2 separate regions of the Gossypium hirsutum genome follow, and region 2 is linked to region 1. A link is a contact called in public Hi-C data. All regions are on one chromosome and are shown on one strand. Each heading gives the region's core, a stretch centred on a gene start, on an enhancer-like site or on the middle of the called end of the contact. The rest is flanking DNA. Distances are from core to core; before and after follow the strand shown.

The links. A called contact is a pair of places that touch in the nucleus more often than the background predicts.
Region 2: a Hi-C map of fibers shows a contact between it and region 1, with 3 times the contacts expected there. The contact joins the promoter of LOC107952752 here to the enhancer-like site in region 1. A contact is called at or near these places in 10 of 34 Hi-C or Micro-C datasets (callus, fibers, hypocotyl and 2 more).

Annotation. Positions count from the first base shown.
Region 1 is chrA07:50,301,714-50,305,688 of Gossypium_hirsutum_v2.1, reverse strand. The region is part of intron 2 of LOC107952749 (a long non-coding RNA gene); the gene reads right to left. Among protein-coding and RNA genes, the nearest start is that of LOC107952749, 5.2 kb to the right of the region's middle. Within about 2 kb of position 2,283, at least 3 of the 9 cell types and tissues checked have an H3K27ac peak or open chromatin away from gene starts, as enhancers often do. A contact at or near this core is called in fibers, where this site is marked.
Region 2 is chrA07:50,446,972-50,451,627 of Gossypium_hirsutum_v2.1, reverse strand. It overlaps LOC107952752 (protein PEP-RELATED DEVELOPMENT ARRESTED 1, chloroplastic), which reads right to left and starts at 2,642. Exons shown (of 10, transcript XR_005930676.1): 1 at 2,236-2,642; 2 at 1,639-1,794; 3 at 794-862; 4 at 502-672. It overlaps TRNAK-UUU (transfer RNA lysine (anticodon UUU)), which reads right to left and starts at 2,762; the gene lies at 2,690-2,762.

The sequences.
Region 1 (3,975 bases), core at 1,034-3,533:
GTTGGTCAAAAGCCAAGAAAAGACTTAAATTTTTCGTTCTTAAAATAACTAGGTATGAATTTGGTAAAAGGGTTTATTTCTATAAATAACATAATTACTCGGGTTTTAGAAAAAAATTAGTTTTTCATTGTGCAGTAAAATTGTTTTCTAAACCGATTTTTTCCAAAATTTCTGATATATGAAAATATTTCTATGAATAATGTGTTGTTTGTGGCAGGTTTGCCATGGGATATTACCTATTGGAATAGCTTCATTGGGGGTGAAATATTGCAGTTTGTTAAAAAATATGAAACTGACAATTTGGCGCTTGAGGAGTGTCCACTTCCTAGCAACCAAATTTGTATGGAGACAATTTCCATATTTAAAGTGTTGGTCATTTATCAAACAATTTATATGGGTTATGTTGATTGTATGGAGGATTTTTAGCACATTATAGAGGACCATATCACTGGGGAATCATATATTGGACATTGGAGTGGATCGCGTTACCCAAGTCAATCCTTTGAGTTGTGGACATTGGATTGTAATTACTTTGATTGTTATTTTTATAATGTATTAAACTTATATTATTGTTGTATTGGTGGGATTGAGATAAATCCTCATATGTAAGCAAATCTCGAAATAAGTCTATATAATTGAGAGACTTGTATAGGTGAATGTATTTAGAGAATTAAGTATTTAATCTATTCTTGTAAGGAACCTTATTGTATGAGTGCATTTTGATAGTAAAACTTTGTGTTATGGTTTTACTTGCTAAAATTCACAAAGGGTATTTAGTGGTAAGAGTATTAAGTTTTCAAGTTACAATGGTGAAGAAAATTGTTAGGGGGCGTGACAGATTATGATCACCTGTTGTTATTGTTGAAAAGAATAAGTATTTCTCATTAAACTAAGCCTCACAAACGTAGAGAAATCGAACTGTATAAACAACTTCTTTATATTTTTTTTGTTTTCTATTTTTTATTTGATGGCTGAAACCTAGACACATTTCACTTGTGTAGTCTAATTCTCTTATGATGGTTGATGGACTGTCATCTGTGTAAAAAGTAGCCAGAATTAGTAACATATTATGTTAAATACTAGGGATGTTTAATATGCGTCGTAGTCATGCTGATCTTTCGTATTATTAAATGACAAATTATGTTTTCTATAAAATATTATACACAAAACAGATTATAACCAACTCAAAAATATTATAAACATGTCAAACTATTTTAACCAAATGTTTTATGAGATCCACAAAATTATTTGAATTTCATTATAAATGTTGTTATATTTAGAGCTTTTTAAGTCAAAACTAAAATATATTTAATAAAATATTTAATTTTTTTATATTTTATGTGATTTTATACCATGTTTGTTATCTACTTGTCTTATGGTACATTAACCATGTAAGTGAAAATAAAAAATAATATTAAATTTTTATTCAATAGTTATTTTTTTGTAAAATAATTATCATCACTAATTTATTTTCCTAAAAACTTGTTATTGATAATAAGGTAATAAAAATTTACATAATACTAGTGTTTTTAATTTATTTATAATTAATTTATGAGGTGTTTATTTTTTTTATTGAATTAATATCTACTTGATTCGTGACATCAATTCAGTCAAAATTTTTTATAATAATATCTGTGTTTCTTTTTTTTTTTTAAAATTTATGTTATTTCAATGTGATATAAATTTTGAGCATTTATAAAAGTCGAGAGTGCTTTCTTTCTAGTGATTCAGAGAAAAGGTAAGATACTGTAGCTGGGTTGAGGGTGAGTGGTGACATTTTTTAGGGAAGTATGGTGAAGGACGAGATCTCCCTTCTAGAGGAAGAACTCGTACAACTATCAATGAAGAGTTCGTTGTTGGTCCTGATTGGAAATATGTCGTTAATATGTTCTGTTTGGACAAAAAAAGTCATATACTCCTGACAGTTTCAGGGCACAAATAAAAAGTATCTGGAAAAAGACAAAGAAATTTGAAATCCAAGTGGTGGGGAAAAATCTCTTCATGATTTTATTCGTCAGTGAAGAGGATTTGGATATGATTATGGAGGGTAGACCATGGTTTTTTAAGTGACAACTTATCATTTTTTATAGGCTAACGAAACCTGTAAACCAAAATCAGATTACATTGGTTTCGTCTCTTTTTTGGCTTAAGATTGGTCCTTGTCCGCTAGAATGTGATAAAAAGGATCTTATGCATGCCATTGGTTCGACTTTCAGGGGGGTGATAAGATCGGAAATAAAAGGAGATGTTTTTCGACTGAAGGCACAAATCGATGCACAAAAACCTCTGAGAAGAGGTATTTTCATTTCAACGGAAGTAAAGGAAAAGGTTTGGGTGGCTTTCAAATATGAAAACTTACAACTTTCTATTTTGGCTGCGGTAAAATGAGATATGGAGTAAACGATTGCTGAAGCAGTGTGCTTATGTTGATTTTTCTGATCAGAGGATAGCGGAGGTTTCGTTTGTGGTGAAGCGAATGGCTATAGAAGAGAAACTTCCAATTCTGGAAACTACTGTTTATCACCAAAATTTAGGGGATTTGGTGGCTCCTTTATTCCTTGAAATTATGGAGGATACTGTGAGAGAGGAGCTTTCTAAGGAGATAATTGAGACTAATATACAACAGGAATGGAATAAGATAAAATCACAGATTGGGCTCGTTATTCCAATTGTGGAAACTTGTCATAAAACAAAAAAGGCCAGTTGAAAACGTATCGCTAGAATTACAAAAGGAAAGTATCAAGAAGGAGAAAATGGCACGGGATAGCAAAAAGTGGGAATACAAGACCCTGAAGAGGTAGGAAAGCAATATTCAAATTGGGGTAATAATAAAAAAACTAAAAATTATGAAAAAGAATCCTGACAATTTCAGTGTTTTGAAAATAGAGTCGGATTCGTAGGAGCAGATTGTTGCTTCTTTTCAATAGGGATCGATGACTGCCAATCAGCAATCTGACCAGGAACAATGAAAATCTTATGTTGGAATGTTCATGAATTGGGGAGTCCATGAGCAATACAAAGACTTCGACAAATGGTGAAGTTTGATTATCCCCAAATGCTCTTTTTCATGGAAACTAAACTTGATGAAAATAGAATGGAGAAGGTGGGAAGGCGATGTGGTTTTAATTATGGAATTGAAGTGGAGGCGAATGGTTCAAGGGGTGGGCTGTGCTTAGCTTGGAAGGAGGACGTTAATGTGCAGTTGAAGAGTTATTCCAATAACCACATAGATGTTCTTATTAAGGAAAATGATAATGATAAGCTTTAACGTTTTACAGGTTTCTATGGTGCACCTTACGCGAGTTTTAAAGAAGAAACATGGAATCTCTTGAGAAGGTTAGGGAATGAAAAAAAAATTCCTTGGTTGGTGTGCGGAGATTTCAATGAAGTTTTATACTCTTTTGAGAAGGTTGGTGGGGTACCAAGAGAGGAACACAGAATAGAGGCTTTTCAAAAGGCTCTTGATGATTGTCAACTAAGGGATATAGAGTACTCGGGGAATTGGTTCACTTGGGAACGAGGAAATCGACCCGAGACTAATATTAAGGAGCTGTTGGATAGAGGGGTTGCTAATGACGATTGGTTGAGTATGTTCCCTCATGCGACAATTAAACATTTACCGAATTCTTTCTCAGATCATTGCCCGATCCTACTAAGCACTGTTAGTGAAACAAGAAGAAATAAGCAACTAATTTTGAATTTGAGGTGTGGTGGAAGATGGGGGAGTCTTTAGAAGGAGAAATTAAGTGACTTTGGGATTCGACTAGAGGATCTATTTTCGAAAAATTAAAATAATTGAGTACAAGTTTGATAAAATAGGAAAAAAGGATTAAGGTGAACCGCAATGAATTGAAGTGTACCCATTCTAAAAAGAAGGAAGATCTAATGGCTGAGGGTCGAGATGATAATAATTTGGCAGCACTCATAGATGTTAAGATCCAACTGAACTTTGAGCTTGATAAGGACGAAGCTTTT
Region 2 (4,656 bases), core at 1,393-3,892, 150 kb before region 1:
TTGGAAATTTTCATATCAAAAGCAGCAATGACTGCAATGGAGGTTGAAACATTTAAATTCATAAATAGTGAAATCAAAGATATTTCCGGTTGCCATTGTTGAAATAATGTATAATCAAGGATATAATTCAAGAGGCAAGTCGTGTATGAAGTTACGTACAACATAAATTTGCATGTAGATCCAATAAGTTGCACTGTGAATGGCTACTTTTTGAACATAATACTATCTCAAAGTATCTAACTGTATACTAAACAAGCATAAACAATTGCAGTCCATTTGTAGAAGCTGGCCTATTTGGGTGCATCAGCATCTCTTAGGCAAATAATCAACAGTAGCAGCATAATTTAAAAATTAAAATGCACTCCATAAAATATCAAGAAAATGCTTAATGAGGATGCAAAAAATCTCCTCGATGCTCTAGCATCTATCAACTTAGAAGAATTCATAAATATCAGACAACATCTAAAAGCATGATTCATTATAAGATTCTCGAATAAATACCTCTAGTAGATCATCAGCCTGGTTTGCTATATCGTTTAGATTTGCTCCAGGAAGATGAACTTTGGTGCCATTTTCACTTTTGAAAGCACCACCACCTGCAGCAACTCGGCGTAGTAGCTCATGTCTGCTTTCTTTCAGGGGTGTTCTACAGAGAAGTCCAATCACTTGAACCTTGGGAGTAAGGAAAAGCAAGAGAAAACAACTTAGCATCGAGATCATGCTATTATATAACTAACTTTATGCTGAAGTTGAATTAGATACAGCGGGGTTGGGCCTCAAGGAACATCCTTACATGCGGAGGACATTTTTTTGTGAGATGTGCCAGCACGGTCTCCTTAATCACCTCAAGCAGCGACTTTCGCTGTATTAAAAAAGAAAGTCCATTTTGAATTTATTCACATGAGAGACAAGCATCAACTGATAAAGAGATCAAACAATGACCGACAACTAGCAAAAGAGGGGTAGCAATCTCAAACCATGTCAGACGTCAAACTGACAACTAAAACCCAGATAACATATAAAGAAACACTGTTGGTTACCAGAAGCAGTCCTAAGCCGCTGTTACTTTCTAAGTCCTACATCAAGGAAAAGGAATAGAAAAAAGGGGGATGGCACCTTCAGCTAGTCTCAATTGATGCTATAAATCTCTGTAACAAGAGCCAAATAACCACAATGACAAGTATTATAAGCTGGCAACACCGCTAACACAATATTTTAATTGGTCTTGGATACAGACAAGATCAGGCAGATAGTAGAGCTGTACATGGAATACGCGATCATCAAGTTCAATTATTCTTCAAATCATGTTTGACAAACTCATGCTGAAATTCTTATTTTCAATAAACATTATAGTCATCTTACATCTTAAAATACACAATGAAAAGACATGAAAAAATATTTACAGTTCGAAAGAACCAATTTTGGCATGTGATATAGCTTGCTCTTGGAGCCTGGTTAATTTATAACAAAGTCAAAAGTAAATAAAGCTTCATTTATATAGAGCATCCAACTGAACAGTGAACAAATTCGAAACCTGAACAACTGCATCTAAATGCTTACAACATCTATTTTGCAAAAGAGATATTCTACACTTGAACCTTAAAAAACGTGACAAATGCACAAATAAAGTTGCACTACCTTATCATCTTGGTCCTTTTCAGCAACTTGGATCATGTAATCTAGAGCCATCATGAACCCTGATTCCATTTCGTCAACCCTTTTCCCAATTACTCCTTGTGCAGCTAACTCAACTGCTACCTCCTCAGATGCCTCATCCATGTTCATATCTTCCAACTGAACCAACGATGCATATCAGATAGTCAAGACAAAAATGCAATTCGCTAATCACCACAGTCTTTGTGAAGACTGAAGAAGAGGGATTCAACTTTCTAAAGAATGATTCACAGAAAAGCCTGATCTGAAAATAAAAATTGGTTTATAATAGGATGCAAACAATACAAATATAAGTCACAGAGATGGTAGCTACTGCCTGGTACATAAAACAGGCAGCTAAAGTCCAAAGTCACAATTCAACTACTGTTGCAGCTTAATTGTGGGGTCCGTAGACATGTCTTAGAAGGTTTTCATAAGCATATTAAAACTGCCAACTAGTGGTGGAAACTTGTGGGTATTAATGCCCTTAAAACCAGTATCCACCACAAATAAATTCAAGCATCCTTCAAAAGACAACCTCTTAAAAGGATAGTAGTAAGGAAAGAAGAATAGAGAGCTTACAAGGGTAATAATTTCTTCAAGAACAGAAATGACTTGGTCTCCTCCTTTGAGTAAAGCATCATACTGAGAAGAATCTAAGTGCTGACTGTCTTGAAGTTGTTGGGTCTGGGTTTTATAAGTTCGTTCAAGTTCTTCATCAGGATAGCCTGCACCAACTTCATAGCTGGAGGACACGCGGCAGAAGAATTGCTGCTTCGTTACTTTGGGTTGTTTTATTTGGCAATGGAAGTGGGGGGTAGAGAAGCTAAAGGGGACTGAGGTGGGGAAGAAGAGCGAAGGAAGATTTGGAGCGGAACAACTAGGGAAGGAGAAGAAGACACTGCTCTGCAACATTTTCTATCGTGAGGGGGAGGGGTTTGGGTTTTGGAGAAATACCAGAGGTCAAAAAATAAAATAATACATATCCTAATTCAGGTTCTTATAAAAAAGGTAAAATAAAAATATGAAAGCAAAACGCCGTCTGTGGGAATCGAACCCACGACCACATGCTTAAAAGCCATGCGCTCTACCGGCTGAGCTAAGGCCGCGTTGGCGAGTTCATGGAGTTCTTAATATTTATATAATTAATAGAAAAGTAAATATGAATGTAAAGCCGTTTGGAAAGCGGAGAAACAAAAAGGGGCCATTGTTTTATAAGATCTCTCTCTTTTTTCTTTTTTGTTTACGAGGGCAAAAGGTAAAGCACAAAAGCAGTACAATTAGTGCCATGGGATATTAGAACAACTTACTCATAAGTACTTTATCTTTCCATGCACCGTAGACTGCCTAGCGATAATTGAGACCAACTTTCTATGAGTTGTTATGATCATTTTGTGGGTAATTTGGAGAGATTCTAATTTGATTAGGAGGTGTCATGAGGATAAATTTTTCGTGAAATTTGGAGTCTCTGAGTAGATACGTATCCATGATGGATGAGGTTGAAACTTTTGACCCCTCCAAGAAAGTTCGTAGTTTGATTGACTAGAAAACATATGCTATCGTAGCATCTATTTCTATTCAAGGAAGATTTATCCTCGATGATTAGATAGTCTTTAGAAAGTCACCTAATAATTAGATTTGGTAGTAATTACTTGTAATTATATTATAATTAGTAGACTTTATTGAATTGATTGTAATTGGAACACTTTAATTACACTTTTCAATTCTTAGAGGAGGGTTGAAAATTAAAATAATTAAGTAGGTAATTATAAACAATTACCAATTACTTTATAATTTTCCAAATACACATATAATTTAAATTTAAGAAATTATTTTTATTTAAATTTTTGTAAAAAAAAATTTATACAATAGTAATATATGTTATATTAAAAATATAGTTATATATCTATTATTGAATTAAAAAATTCTCTATGAAACACGTCAAGCCAAATATTTCAATTAAATTTTGATGTAATAGCAAATTAAGTTTATTATTTTTGTATGAAGACGTATATGAAAATTGTACCATAAAAGTTATAAAATCTGTTATACACATCATAGAATCCTTCTTATAAAGGCTATATACTCTTAATGGATTAGAGGACACATTGTTGATGGATTTAAAAGTAAAATGATATGGTGGATGATATGTTGAATATTGTTCATTAATTAGGAGACACAAATTTTATATAATATGATGGAGTTTTGGATTAGAATATAAACTATAATAAAAGTGAGTCAACGTAATCAATAGAAAGGGAAATAAACCGATTTTGAAATCTTATTCGAAAAGAATTAGGATTTCTATTGGAAGCAATTTAGCTAAATTCTTTGATAGATAGACAACAATTGTTAGAGGAACAAAAGAGACTACAACATCGACCTAAAAACACTTCTGCAGATTAATGGATTTTAAGAGCTATTGATTTTCTTATATGTGAGGGAAAGCGGGGTTTTTGTTGCAATTCTTTTCGAAAAAAAAAATAGTTTATTGCGGGTGATGTTAACAAACATGAAATGTTGAGAATTAGGGTGAGTAAAATTCGATTCTATTCGAAAATAATATTTTGAGTTATTCAAGTCAACTCAAAAAAGTAATTCGAGTTTAGAGTTCAAATTGAGTTGAATTTTATAATTCGAATAATTCAAATAACAAATAGGTGTAAATACCCTTTTAGTCCTGTCAAGTTTGAAAATAAGCAAATTGGTCTTTTTCTCAACAAAAATTACTAAAAAAATCATTTTTAAAATTCAAAATTTTTATAAAAATTTCAAAATTTATATTTTCTAAAAAATTATAAAATTTTCAAAAAATAATTCTAAAAAATATATAAAGAAAGTTAAAAAATTAAAAATTTTCTACAATAATAATTTTGGGACTTAAATAAGTTAATTAATGATTCAAGTTTATCATATTAAAAATTATTGTTATTTTGCTTTGAAAAAGTTTTCAAATATATATGGTTTCATATTTATGTGCTCTAACATGGAATTAGTTATACC